Regions from separate parts of the Mus musculus genome. Here region 1 is linked to region 2. Evidence: chromatin contacts called from public HiChIP or PLAC-seq data. All regions are on one chromosome and are shown on one strand. The core of a region is the stretch at or near the end of the contact, and the rest is flanking DNA. Distances in the headings are between cores, read along the strand shown. Region 1 overlaps Sppl3 (signal peptide peptidase 3). Region 2 holds the start of Tchp (trichoplein, keratin filament binding).

The links. HiChIP or PLAC-seq counts read pairs in DNA pulled down with a chosen protein or histone mark.
Region 1: a contact with region 2 is called in an H3K4me3 HiChIP or PLAC-seq map of bone marrow-derived macrophages, with 2.7 times the contacts expected there. The contact joins the enhancer-like site here to the promoter of Tchp in region 2. A contact is called at or near these places in 2 of 39 promoter capture datasets (embryonic stem cells and frontonasal cranial neural crest), 1 of 484 Hi-C or Micro-C datasets (pro-B cells) and 3 of 115 datasets of contacts at active chromatin or transcription factors (bone marrow-derived macrophages, large pre-B cells and pancreatic cancer cells).

Annotation. Positions count from the first base shown.
Region 1 is chr5:115,067,496-115,073,602 of GRCm38.p6, forward strand. The region is part of intron 2 of Sppl3 (signal peptide peptidase 3); the gene reads left to right. Among named protein-coding and RNA genes, the nearest start is that of Rpl37rt, 37 kb to the right of the region's middle. Within about 2 kb of position 1,651, at least 73 of the 459 cell types and tissues checked have an H3K27ac peak or open chromatin away from gene starts, as enhancers often do. A contact at or near this core is called in bone marrow-derived macrophages and pancreatic cancer cells, where this site is marked.
Region 2 is chr5:114,703,845-114,709,495 of GRCm38.p6, forward strand. It overlaps Tchp (trichoplein, keratin filament binding), which reads left to right and starts at 3,935. Exons shown (of 13, transcript NM_029992.2): 1 at 3,935-4,116; 2 at 4,810-4,994; 3 at 5,463-5,651. The coding sequence starts at 4,810. It overlaps Gm34931 (a long non-coding RNA gene), which reads right to left and starts at 3,975. Exons shown (of 3, transcript XR_387595.3): 1 at 3,901-3,975.

The DNA of each region.
Region 1 (6,107 bases), core at 401-2,900, 360 kb after region 2:
TTCTGTCAGACCTAAGGCAGCCTTGGGCAAGCCCAAGCTCTCCTTGTCTACTGCACACAGTGCAGGGTTTGCAAAGCAGCCCTAGGTCTCTGCTCAGGAAAACCTTTGAATCTAAAGAGTAAGTTGAGTTCTGTTCATAGAGTGAGGATGTTTTGAGGCCAGCCTGGTCTACGAAGTAAGTTCCAGGACAGCCAGGGGTATACAGAGAAACCCTGTCTCGAAAAACCATAAATAGATAGATAGATAGATAGATAGATAGATAGATAGATAGATAGATAGATAAAAGAGTGAGGATGTAGCTGAATTTAGAACACTTGACTTGCCAACCATGTATAATACCCTGATTTTGAGGGTTTATTAAATTATTCATTTTGGCTTATGTATGTGATGCCTGTGCATGTTTGTGTGGGTGTGCATAACGGTAGCGTCCTCCTCAACAGCCCTCCAAACCTTACTTTGTGAAATGATGTCCCTCACTGAGCCTGGGGTTCACTGGGTCAAGTAGGCTGACTGACGTCAGCACTAAGGATCCTCCTGTGTGCAACCAGCACTGGGTTCTACACTGTGCCGCTGCATCTGGCTGTGCTCTGGGCCTCCTGCTTGTGTGCTGTGCTGACTGAGGCATCTTCCCTACCTTAGCTGAATACCATTCTATTCCTTTCTTACAAAAAGCACAAACCCTAAATAAAGCCTTACTAAGACATTGAGAGTGTGTTGAACAACTTCCTGCTATCGTGTCATGATAGACTCTTGTACATGGCATGAAGTGTGGTATTTGACACTAATTAGTTGACTTGAACTCCGTCCAGCTCAGCATACCACCACGGTGTCATGTAAAAGGCTGCTGACTTGATAACCTGTCTGGAATATGGCAGCATGTGTACAGCTCATCTAAAGCAGACATCAGATGGGAGGAGAGGCTGCAGTAGCTGAGTTTATGTGGTGCTCTGAAACCTATCCTTAGCACACTAGTGCATGAAAAACTGTGTGCACTGTGTTAGTCCTTCTTTAAAGATGGCGCAGTGGAGCTTGGCATGGTGGTGCACGCTTTTAATCCCAGCACTTGGGAGGCAGAGGAAGGCAGATTTCTGAGTTCAAGGCCAACCTGGGCTATAGAGTGAGTCCCAGGACAGCCAAGGCTACACAAAGAAACCCGGTCTCAAAAAAAAAAAAACAAAAAAAGAAAAAAAGAAAAAGAAAAAAAAGAAGAAGATGGCTCAGTGGGAAAGACCCCTTGCTATGAAAACAGAAGGATCTGAGTTCACATCTCCCACACACATGTAGAACTGCATGTGGCTACAGTAACACTAGGGTTAGGTGATGGAAAAATACAGATTCAGCCAGCTTAGCCCAGACAGTCTGATCCAGTAATAGATCCTGTCTCAAAAATGCCTCCACAGATGCTCACATGGGTGTATATTCCTGCATACAGCGTACACCCCCCCCCCACACACACACACACGGAGGTGGGGGAGGCCGGGAGAGCTATAGTAAATGTATTTATTCATAGAGGATAAAGGTTCTAGGGCCTCTTGCTTTGTATCATCGTCGCCGCCGCCATCATCATCATTTTGCATATTTTGTATTGTGATTACCCCTCAGTTACTTTTCCTTGTTTAGGAAGTAGGTAAAGGTCAGGCAGCTGCGGTGAGATGGTGACTCAGCAGCTCTGAGCTGCTTAGACAGCAGAGAACTTTAAGATATCAGCAGGATGGGCTTTATCCAGACTCCTCTCCTTGGCCTGTGGGTTTGGTCTTCACATGTAGATGGTGCCTTCACTGGTCCTTCTCTCCTGACCGTGCAGACGGAAGGTCCATCTGTCTCTCCCTTTCCCTTGCCCACATCTGCTTATCTATTTCCCTCAATAGCATTTTAAGCTAGGTGTGGTAGTGCACACCTTCGGTCCTAGCACTTTCAGTGCAGAGGCAGGTGTACCTGGGAGTTCAACACCAGCTTGCTAGACCAGGCTAAAGCCTGCACAGTGATACCCTAAGAGGAGTAGAAGAAAGAACTATCTTACCTATAATACCTCTTTAAAAACTGTTTGCAAATACACTTACATGTTCAGGTCCTGTGGTTAAAACTGCAGATAGGAATCTTGTGAGTATACCATTCAGTCCCACATAGGTAGAGAGTGATATTACTGTCAGAGCACAATACACTCAATGATTTTGAAGAGGGATAGGATAAAATAACAAACAAACACACAGGGTTTCTTTGCTGTCTAGCCCAGGCTGTCCTCAGACTGGCCATTTCCTGTGTCTTCATCGTGAATGCTGACTGTGTGCATCACTGGTTGCATATTCATTCCCCTCTGGAAGCTTGACCTACTGCTGCTTCTCTTGAGTCATAGTTGGTATCAGTAGAAATGAAAACATTGGTCTAGGTCTTTTTTTTAAGACAGGATCTCACCACATAACCCTGGCTGGTTCACACTTTTGATGCAAACTTGGGGAATTCTCTTGCCTCGGCCTCCAGCTGCAGGGATTTTGGATACGTGCTTGCCTCTTTCTGTTGATCATTTTTTACTTCCGTCTTGTTTATGCATTTGTATGTGAGTAATTCTGTTTGTGGCAAATGTGGAAGACCTCTTAGTAGAGTTGATTGTCTCCCTTCATATTTGTGTGGATAAGACTCATAAGCTTTTGACCTGCTAAGCGTTCTCATAGCCCACATTGCTCATTTAAACATTCATTTCAGTAACCCAAATGTGCTCTTTGTTAAGCAAATAGCCAGGGTACGGTTTGAATGGAGTGTGTAGTAATAACATCTTGATGTAAAGGCATCATATCATGTTGTAGAGCAGAAATAAGATTAAGGTGGTGAGACAGGGCTGGGGTGATGGCGGGGGGTCATCTCTGCAGACAGAATAGACTGATCAATGGCTAGCCAAGCACTGGGCTGTCTGCAGAGTTAATAAGTTACCAGGTAAGTTAGGATAAAATTCCACAATTCACAGCCATCCTGGTACCTAAGACAGAAGTCTTCCCACAAAGGCAGTATTTAAACAGCTGAAGTCTGCTGTCAGCTGTGCAAGTGTACAGGCTGTGACTAGATCCCAACCCAGGCCCAGTGATGGAACAATGTAAAGTTGGAAAATAAGACCTCCCAGCATCAGGAGGCAGAGGCAGGCAGAATTAAGGCCAGCCTGGTCTATACAGAGGAACTCTGTCTTGGGGCGGGGCATGGGAAGGTGACTGCCTCCATAGCACCTCAGCTAAGATAAAATGTGCTTGCCTTGCTTGGTCAGTTTATTTGAAAATATTCAGGCTGGCAAGATGGCTCAACAGCTAAGAGCACTGACTGCTCTTCCGAAGGTCCTGAGTTCAAATCCCAGCAACCACATGGTGGCTCACAACCACCCATGATGAGATCTGATGCCCTCTTCTGGTATATCAGAAGTCAGCTAATAATAATAAATGAATCTTTGGGCCAGAGCAAGGACTGAGCGAGTGGGACTGACCAGAGCGAGCAGAGGTTCTAAAAATTCAACCCTGACAACCACATGAAGGCTCACAATCACCTCTACAGCTACCATGTTCTCACATACATAAAATAAATAAATAATAAAAATCTTTAAAAAAAATATTCTTTAAAAAGAGTGTGTGTATGTGTGTGCGCGTGCGTGCCCTCCCGCCCGCCCGCCCGCCCGCCCACATGTCTCCAACAGAGTGGAGAAAAACAGGTCAAATCCAGAGGAGTTGTAGTTACAGGTTGTTATCAGCCACCACACACACACACTACCCCCACCCCCACAATAGACACTAGAAACTGAACACAAGAGCTTCAACTGCTAAGTCATCTCTTTGGCTTTTTGGGGGTTTCTTCCAGAGTTTCTCTGCATAGCCCTGGTTGGTTGTCTTGGAACCTAATCTTGAACTCAGATCCAACTGCCTCTGTCTCCTGAGTGCTGAAATTAAAGGCCTGTGCTAAAAGTAGAGTTTTAATAGCCCTCAGCTAATAATGACTTGGAAGAGTTAAATGCTGGCTAGCACTGACCTCAGCACCAGGCTCTTTTCCTCTACCTTCTGAGATATGTCGGCTGTGTGTAACATCCATGCCTCAAGTAAGATCAAAAGACAGCTGGCAGCTTTCCAGCCCAGAGGAAGGGTAGAAGCTAGCCCAGGCAGAGATGTGAGTAAGGGTTCTTCTAAAGTTCCCCAGCTGCCACAAGGTCAGAGAGGCAGCACGGCTGCACAGCTGTACTTACCAATATTATGTTCATTAAGTGGGTCAGAAAACTCAGGTTAGTGCATGTTTTCCTAATGCGCACCCACAGGGAAGAACCAGTCTTTGTGTTCCATTGGCTGCAACACATTCCTAAACACTCCAACCAGTCTAGACCTGTGCCATCAAATGATGAGCTCTGTCATGAGACTAATGAACACTGAGGGGACAAAGGAATGGATAATACACTGAAAATTACCACCACGCTTGTCATGGTAGAGGCTTTAGTTTGAAACTTGAATGCAGGCCTTTGGTCTCTAGGTGTTTTGTTGTTGTAGACCTAATTGGAAGTGAGAAATGACAATTTGTCCTCTAGGGCCAACTGCCAAGAGGCAGTTAAGGCAAATCCTGCCGAGCATCCTCCTCTGCCTAAAAGTAAATGTGTGACCCCAAGTGTATGCAAGCAGAGCTGGTGAGAGTTTGTTAGAATCAGACAGCTGAAGAGCCTAGGTTTGTTGATGATTATTATTACGCACATTCGCTCTCTCGCTTGCGCGCTCTCCCTCTCTCTCCCCCTCCCCTCCCTCTCATGTGTGTGTACAAGTTGGAGGAACCAGTTCTCTTACTCCACCACATAGGATCCAGGAACTAGGACTTGGCAGCAGTCTCAGCTGCTGAGTCATCTCTCTGGGCCTCTAAGATGCCTGTCATATAATCAAAGATCTTTACATTCCATGAAGCAAAAACTGTAGACAGAGAGGGAAGCAGAGCCCACAAATACAATTTTAAGAGGCAGTGTCCTTCATTCCATAATGGAGCAAAGCAAGCAGAAAGAAAATGAGCGTTATTACAATGGACGTGACTGATGTCCTTGTGTGCTTATATTGTATGTGCACCTGCGTGGACAAGCCAGAGGACTGCTGTCTTCCTAGGTCTGTATCCAGTGAACTTGAGATCCTCAATTGGGCTAGATTGGCTGACCTAAATGCTGTCCTTTCCCCAAGTACTGAAGTACAGACGTGTGCCATCATACCCTGCTCTTGGCATGGTCGCTAGGGATCCAAACTCAGGGTTGCACAGCACTGTTGACTGAGCGATCCCAACAAGCCCCACTTAACCAATCCTCTATCAGTTCAGCCTGTCATTTGTGAAGTGCCTCAACAACAAAACAGGTTCTTTATTTAACATATGTTAAGATATTTGCTAATATTGGCCATATCAGAGATATGAAACAAGTTGGAATATATAACACATGATCTGTACTCTGTTAGCTCGGACTACCATAGCAAAATATGTTGTAGTATAGATGGCTTAGACAACAGAAATTTCCTTCTCCGAGGCTAAACTCAAAAAGCAAGTGTGTGGTTGTGAAAGACCCAGGGAAGGCGCACACACCCAGTAGGACTCAGAGACTGAACTCGCTGTAAGTACACGAGGCTTTAATGGCATACAAACACACAAACAACAAAGGAGCGCTCAAGCCAGCATGCTGGGGTTGAAACTCATGCACCGTGCAGGGGGCAGAGGAGTTCGACCCCGGCCCAAACTTTTTACAGGCTTATAAAGGCATAAACCATAAACCAAAAGGGGGGAGCCGAAAGAATTTGCGCGGTTACACATGATTGGCTTATTTAAATGTCGGCGGGGTGATTACAAATTAACAGGGCAGTACGTGCCAGCTAAGGTATAGGGAGACACAAGGGCTTGGACTTCTCGAGGTCAGCAGGACACCTGGTCAATGTATGATTTATGGTGGGCTATAGGGAGGCGCCGCCCGGGAGGCGCCATCCTGCCAGATGGCCATTTGGTCCGTCCTGATAGCCCTGGCTAGTTCCTGCACTCTCTTTTTTATCTTTTATGGCAGACATTTCTTAGCTACAGGGTGGGTTTGGCTGTGCCTGGACCCGCCTGGGTCTATTCTTTAGCCATGAATTTCTTGA
Region 2 (5,651 bases), core at 2,685-5,184:
TGGTGTTCCATTTCTCAGCAACAGTGACAGCATTACACAAACTCCAGAGTCTGTGGTGAAACTGAAAACCTAGAGAAACAGAACACAAGGCCGGGCCGAAAGCTGCCCCCAATGCTACTGGCTGTCTTCAGCGAACACCCTGAATGGCGTTTTGTTTTTTCTCTCCTGAATACTTATTGCAAGTTTGCCTGTTACAAAGCTGGGCTCTTAGAGAAAGCCTATGAGCTGACCTTTGTCATCAGGGAGGGTCATTATCTTAGCCCAAAAGACACTATCGAAGCCAGGGCAATTGATACTGAGATGCTGAGAAAGCCGAGAGCAGGTAGGTAAGCATGCCCTAGAGAGCACCAGCTGGTAAAGTGAGGACAGAGCCCGCTGGGATGGCTACAGCTGAGCTGACAGAGAGCACCTCCTTGTCTGTGCCTGCCTCCCCATCCTGTCTCCTTCCAAGCCAAGACAGACCCAGGTGCAAGCCACCCTCTCCCCACCTCGCTTTCTTGCTAGCCTTCCCCTGTTAGTCCCTCACTGGCCTAAATACTAAACATTAAAATATGGAACATAAATATTTTATGCTGCTAGACCTCCTTATAAAGTCAATCTGCTTTGTATTTGCAGATGTGTGTGTGTGTGCACACATGTGTGCAGGTGCATGCTTCCACGGGCATGCATGTGTGTGTGTGCACATGTGAGTGCAGGCCACAGCATGTGTGTGGAAAGCAGAGGACATCTCTCAGGAGTTGGTTCTGAAGTTTCCATCTTGTTTGAGGCAGGGTCTCTCTGGCTTCACCGGCCAAAGCATAGACGTTGTCTTATCTGGTCTATGAGCTACCTCTACCTTCAATCTTACCACAGAAGAGTTGAGATTACAGACCAGTGATACCACATCTGATTTCCTTCCTTCTTCCTTTCCTTCTGTACTGGCTAGTTTTGTGTACAACTTGACACGGGCTGGAGTTATCACAGAGAAAGGAGCTTCAGTTGAGGAAATGCCTCCATGAGATCCAGCTGCAAGGCATTTTCTCAATTAGTGATCAAGTGGGAAAAGGCCCCTTGTGGGTGGTGCCATCTCTGGGCTGGTAGTCTTGGCTTCTATAAGAAAGCAGGCTGAAGGCTGGGCGTGGTGGCACATGCCTTTAATCCCAGCACTCGGGAGGCAGGGGCAGGTGATTTCTGAGTTTGAGGCCAGCCTGGTCTACAAAGTGAGTTCCAGGACAGCCAGGGCTACACAGAGAAACCCTGTCTCGAAAAACCAAAAAAAAAAAAAAAAAAAAAAAAAAAAAAAAAAAAAAAAAAGCAGGCTGAGCAAGCCAGGGGAAGCAAGCCAGTAAGTAACATCCCTCCATGGCCTCTGCATCAGCACCTGATTTCTGCCCTGCTTGAATCCCAGTCCTGACTTCCTTAGTGATGAACAGCAATGTGGAAATGTAAGCTGAATAAACCCTTTCCTCCCCAACTTGCTTCTTGGTCATGATGTTTGTGCAGGAATAGAAACCCTGACTAAGACACCTTCCTTCCTTCCTTTCTTATTTCCTTCCTTTCTTCATATTCCAGGGATCTGAACTCAAGTTATTAGACATCTCCCAGAGCCTGGGTTTTGTTTTTTTGGGTTTTTTTTTTTTTTTTGAGACTTATTTTATAGCCCAGGCTAGCCTGAAACCCATAAGCCAGCCATATCCAGCTTTGGCACTGCGGCCGCAGCAGGGAAGGGGAATCAGGATAGGGAGGGCCTGGGCTCTGGCCCCACATCCATGGATCTTGGTTCAAATTCCAGCCTTCACGCCTCAGCTGTGGTTCCTGGGGCAAGGGAGAATACCTTTGTCTGAGGCTCGGTTGAGACTCAAATTGGGATAATCAAATCTCTCTCCCAATTTCTGGATGGAACAGACACTTTACACATAGGCTAACCAGCTATAGGTGGCAGCTTGTGAGCCAACAGTAGCTGCGGTGCCAGTGGAACTGTTAGCCAGTGTGAGGTCCAGGGACAAGCTGTGTGTGAGGCATAAGCCCTCGGGCCCAGAACTTGGGAGGCAGAGGCAGGAGGCCAGTATCAACTACACAGTGCCCTCTAGCTTGGGTTGGACAGCAAGACCCTCTTTCAAAGGAGGAGAGGGAAATGCAGGAGGAGGAAGAGGAAGAGGAGGAGGAAATGCAGGAGGAGGAAGAGGAAGAAGAAGAGGAGGAGGAGGAGGAGGAGGAGGAAAAGGAGGAGGAGGAAGAGGAGGAAGAGGAGAGGAAATGCAGGAGGAAGTCCCTGAAGTCATACCACTCTTAGGAGCAGGTGGGTTTCTATGGCAACTCTACTGTAGAAGAAACTGAGGCCCAGAAGGAAGCAGGCTTGCCCAAAACAAATCAGAAATGAACCCCAGGTTTCTCCGGATCTAACTCACATATGCCTGAGGTTCTCAGTACAGCTCAAGGAGTTGTCAACAGATGTGTGTACTGGGCTCCTTCAATGGCCTGATGGCTCTTTCTGGCTTAATCATGCCAGATGGGGGTGCCACCTCCTCCCCCATTGGAGACGGAGCCTGGGAAAGGGTAGCCCTAGGGTCAGAGAGTGACCAGCCCAGGTTGGCCATCTCTGGCATGCTGCAGGTTTGAACCTGGTTATTGGCTGTGGAGAGCCAACAACACTGTACAGCCAGCTCCAGGTGAAACAGAAACATCAGGCAGGCACCACGAGGAACAACAGAATGGAGGAGTGAGAGAGCAGAAAAACTTGGGAAGCAGAGGCAGAAGGAAGTGGGTGGGAAAATAGAAGAAAAAAGAATGATCGAAGCTGGGCAGTGGTGGCGCATGCCTTTAATCCCAGCACTTGGGAGGCAGAGGCAGGCGGATTTCTGAGTTTGAGGCCAGCCTGGTCTACAGAGTGAGTTCCAGGACAGCCAGGGATACACAGAGATACCCTGCCTCAAAAGGAACAAAACAAAACAAAACAAAAAGGAATGATCGAATATTTATCTATATCTTTACATTCTCGTGGAGGGCACTATTTTAGTATTATTTAGTAAAGTAAAATACTATTTTAATATTGTACATTATTTTAGGGCTTGAACTCAGAGCTTTGAGCATGCTACATATGCCCAATCCCTTTTTATGTCTTTCTCTTTTTACTGGTATTAGGTAGTTAATGCATGGACGTAAGCAACCATGCGAGTTACAGTTATTAAAACCTTTGTACCCAAGCCGGGCATGGTGGCACACACCTTTAATCCCAGCACTCAGGAGGCAGAGGCAGGTAGATTTCTGAGTTTGAGGCCAGCCTGGTCTACAAAGTGAGTTCCAGGACAGCCAGGGCTATACAGAGAAACCCTGTCTCGAAAAACCAAACCAAACCAAACAAAAAAACAAAAAACTTTGTACCCACTACCAATTTTTTTTAAAGATTTATTTATTTATTATATGTAAGTGTAGCTGTCTTCAGACACTCCAGAAGATGGAGTCAGATCTCATTACTGATGGTTGTGAGCCACCATGTGGTTGCTGGGATTTGAACTCCAGACCTTCACAAAGCCACCGTCAGAAGAGCAGTCGGGTGCTCTTACCTACTGAGCCATCTCACCAGCCCCTCACCACCAATCTTAAGGCTACAGTAGTGTACCAATGACGGAGGTCATTACAGAGGCCAGCGGTTCTCGGGTTCTCGGCCTCCGTTGCCTACGGGACACACCCGCGGATCTTTGCAAATCATTTATTTCCTCACTCTGGCCAGGGGATGATTCTCATTAAACCTACCCTCACTCCTCCACCTTCCTCCGGTAACCCCACCCCCACCCCCCCACCCCCACCCATCATCCTGACTGGGTCACTAAGGTTTCTTTTCCTTACCCTACATCAAGGACTAACAAGTACTGTCGATTTACCTCCCACCGCCAGGTGGCGCCAGAGAAAAAAACCACCCACCATTCCTTTTTCCTGGAGAGCGGCGGGTGTCGCGCGGGAGGAAGTTTGTCCATCGCCGTGCTCCGTTGTCCCGCGGGCTGCCCGGCAACCGGCGAGGAAACGGCTGGCGTCTGTGCAGTGGGCGCCTGGGGACCCTCGGAGCGAGCGGGCGCGTGATCGAGCTAAGGCCGGCGACCCTTCTCCGCGAACTTCGGACACGGAGTGCATGAGTCAGAGGTTAGGCTGGGCCGAGGGGCGGGGACGTGGCATCCTTGTAGCCGCGGGACCTGTAAAAAGTTGTATGCCTAGCGCTTGGCACATACCCGTCATCTTCACATCATTGTCGCAGGTTATTTCTGCTTGCTTTTTGAGACAGGGGGCTTTCTGGTTTGCTCAGGTTGGCTTTGAACTCCTGGACTCAAGTGATCTCTTCACGCCTCGGCTTCCAAAGTACGCGGGACCGCTGGGGCATGCCCCTGGGACCTGCTTGTCACTGTAGTTTTTATGCAGAATGTAAAAAACCTCTATTTCCTATCCCAGGCATGTCAGGACATTTTCTATGTCTGCAATCTCCCTGATAATGGCTGGCCACTACTGGACACAGTGCACGTTTATTTAAATTGATAATTTGCAGCCTTGGTGGCAAATCTTTTAAAACTTTCTGGCATGGGCCTCCTTCACAAAATTTGATCATTCGGTTGTCCTAGGGTGGGAACGTGGGCCTTAAAGCTGTGAGAAAGGTGCAGCCAAGGGGCGAGTGACATCAATAGAGAGAGGAGGCATCCGAGTGGGAGTGGGGCTTTAAAACTGTGAGAAAGGTGCAGCCAAGGGGCGAGTGACATCAATAGAGAGAGGAGGCATCCGAGTGGGAGGGGGGCGGTCCCTGGCTTTACAACTGGCTTACTTTCTGCCCACTGCTGTTTCCTTCAGATGGCTCTCCCCACGTTGCCCTCTTATTGGTCCAGCCGGAAACACATGGATCTTCGCCAGCGCCAGCATCAGCAGGAGGACCAGTTTCGCCAGCAGTGGGAACAGAACAGTCGCTATTTCAGGACCTGGGACATCCACAACTCGAAACAGATCGAATGGAGCTCCAAGATCTCCTACCAGCGGAGGCAAGTGTCTGTGTGTTGTCCTGCCCACTGGTTCCTACCACGGTTCGGGGAATGTAGCCTAGGGGCTTAGGGACTGTGGCTTGAATTATCTCCTGATGATGCTGGAAACTGTGCTGTGCTGGGGAGAAGTACTGTACATTTTGTTTTTTGTTTTTTGTTTTTGTTTTTGTTTGTTTTTTTGATTTTTCGAGACAGGGTTTCTCTGTGTAGCCCTGGCTGTCCTGGAACTCACTCTGTAGACCAGGCTGGCCTCGAACTCAGAAATCCACCTGGCTCTGCCTCCCAAGTGCTGGGATTAAAGGCGTACGCCACCATGCCCGGCAGTACTGTACATTTTAAAAGATAAACCAGAAGGCAGCGCTAGTGTCTTCTCGGTAGGTGTTTAGCCCCCCCCCCCAAGAATTACATAGAAATGTACATCAAACTGTGACCTGGTGTGACTGATGTCCAGGGAACTCCTTAACCTAGCATGCACGCCTACCATTGTGAGAAGATGAAGGAGGAGAAGAGGAAGATTCTGGAGCTCCGGCGGGAGAGGCTCAGAGAGCTTCTCCTGGAGGAACAGGACTTGCTGGCTGCGGAGCTGGATGAGCTCAGGCTGAGCATGGGCCTGCGGGAGCAAAGGCTCCGCGAGCAGCACCAGGACCTGAAGTCAGC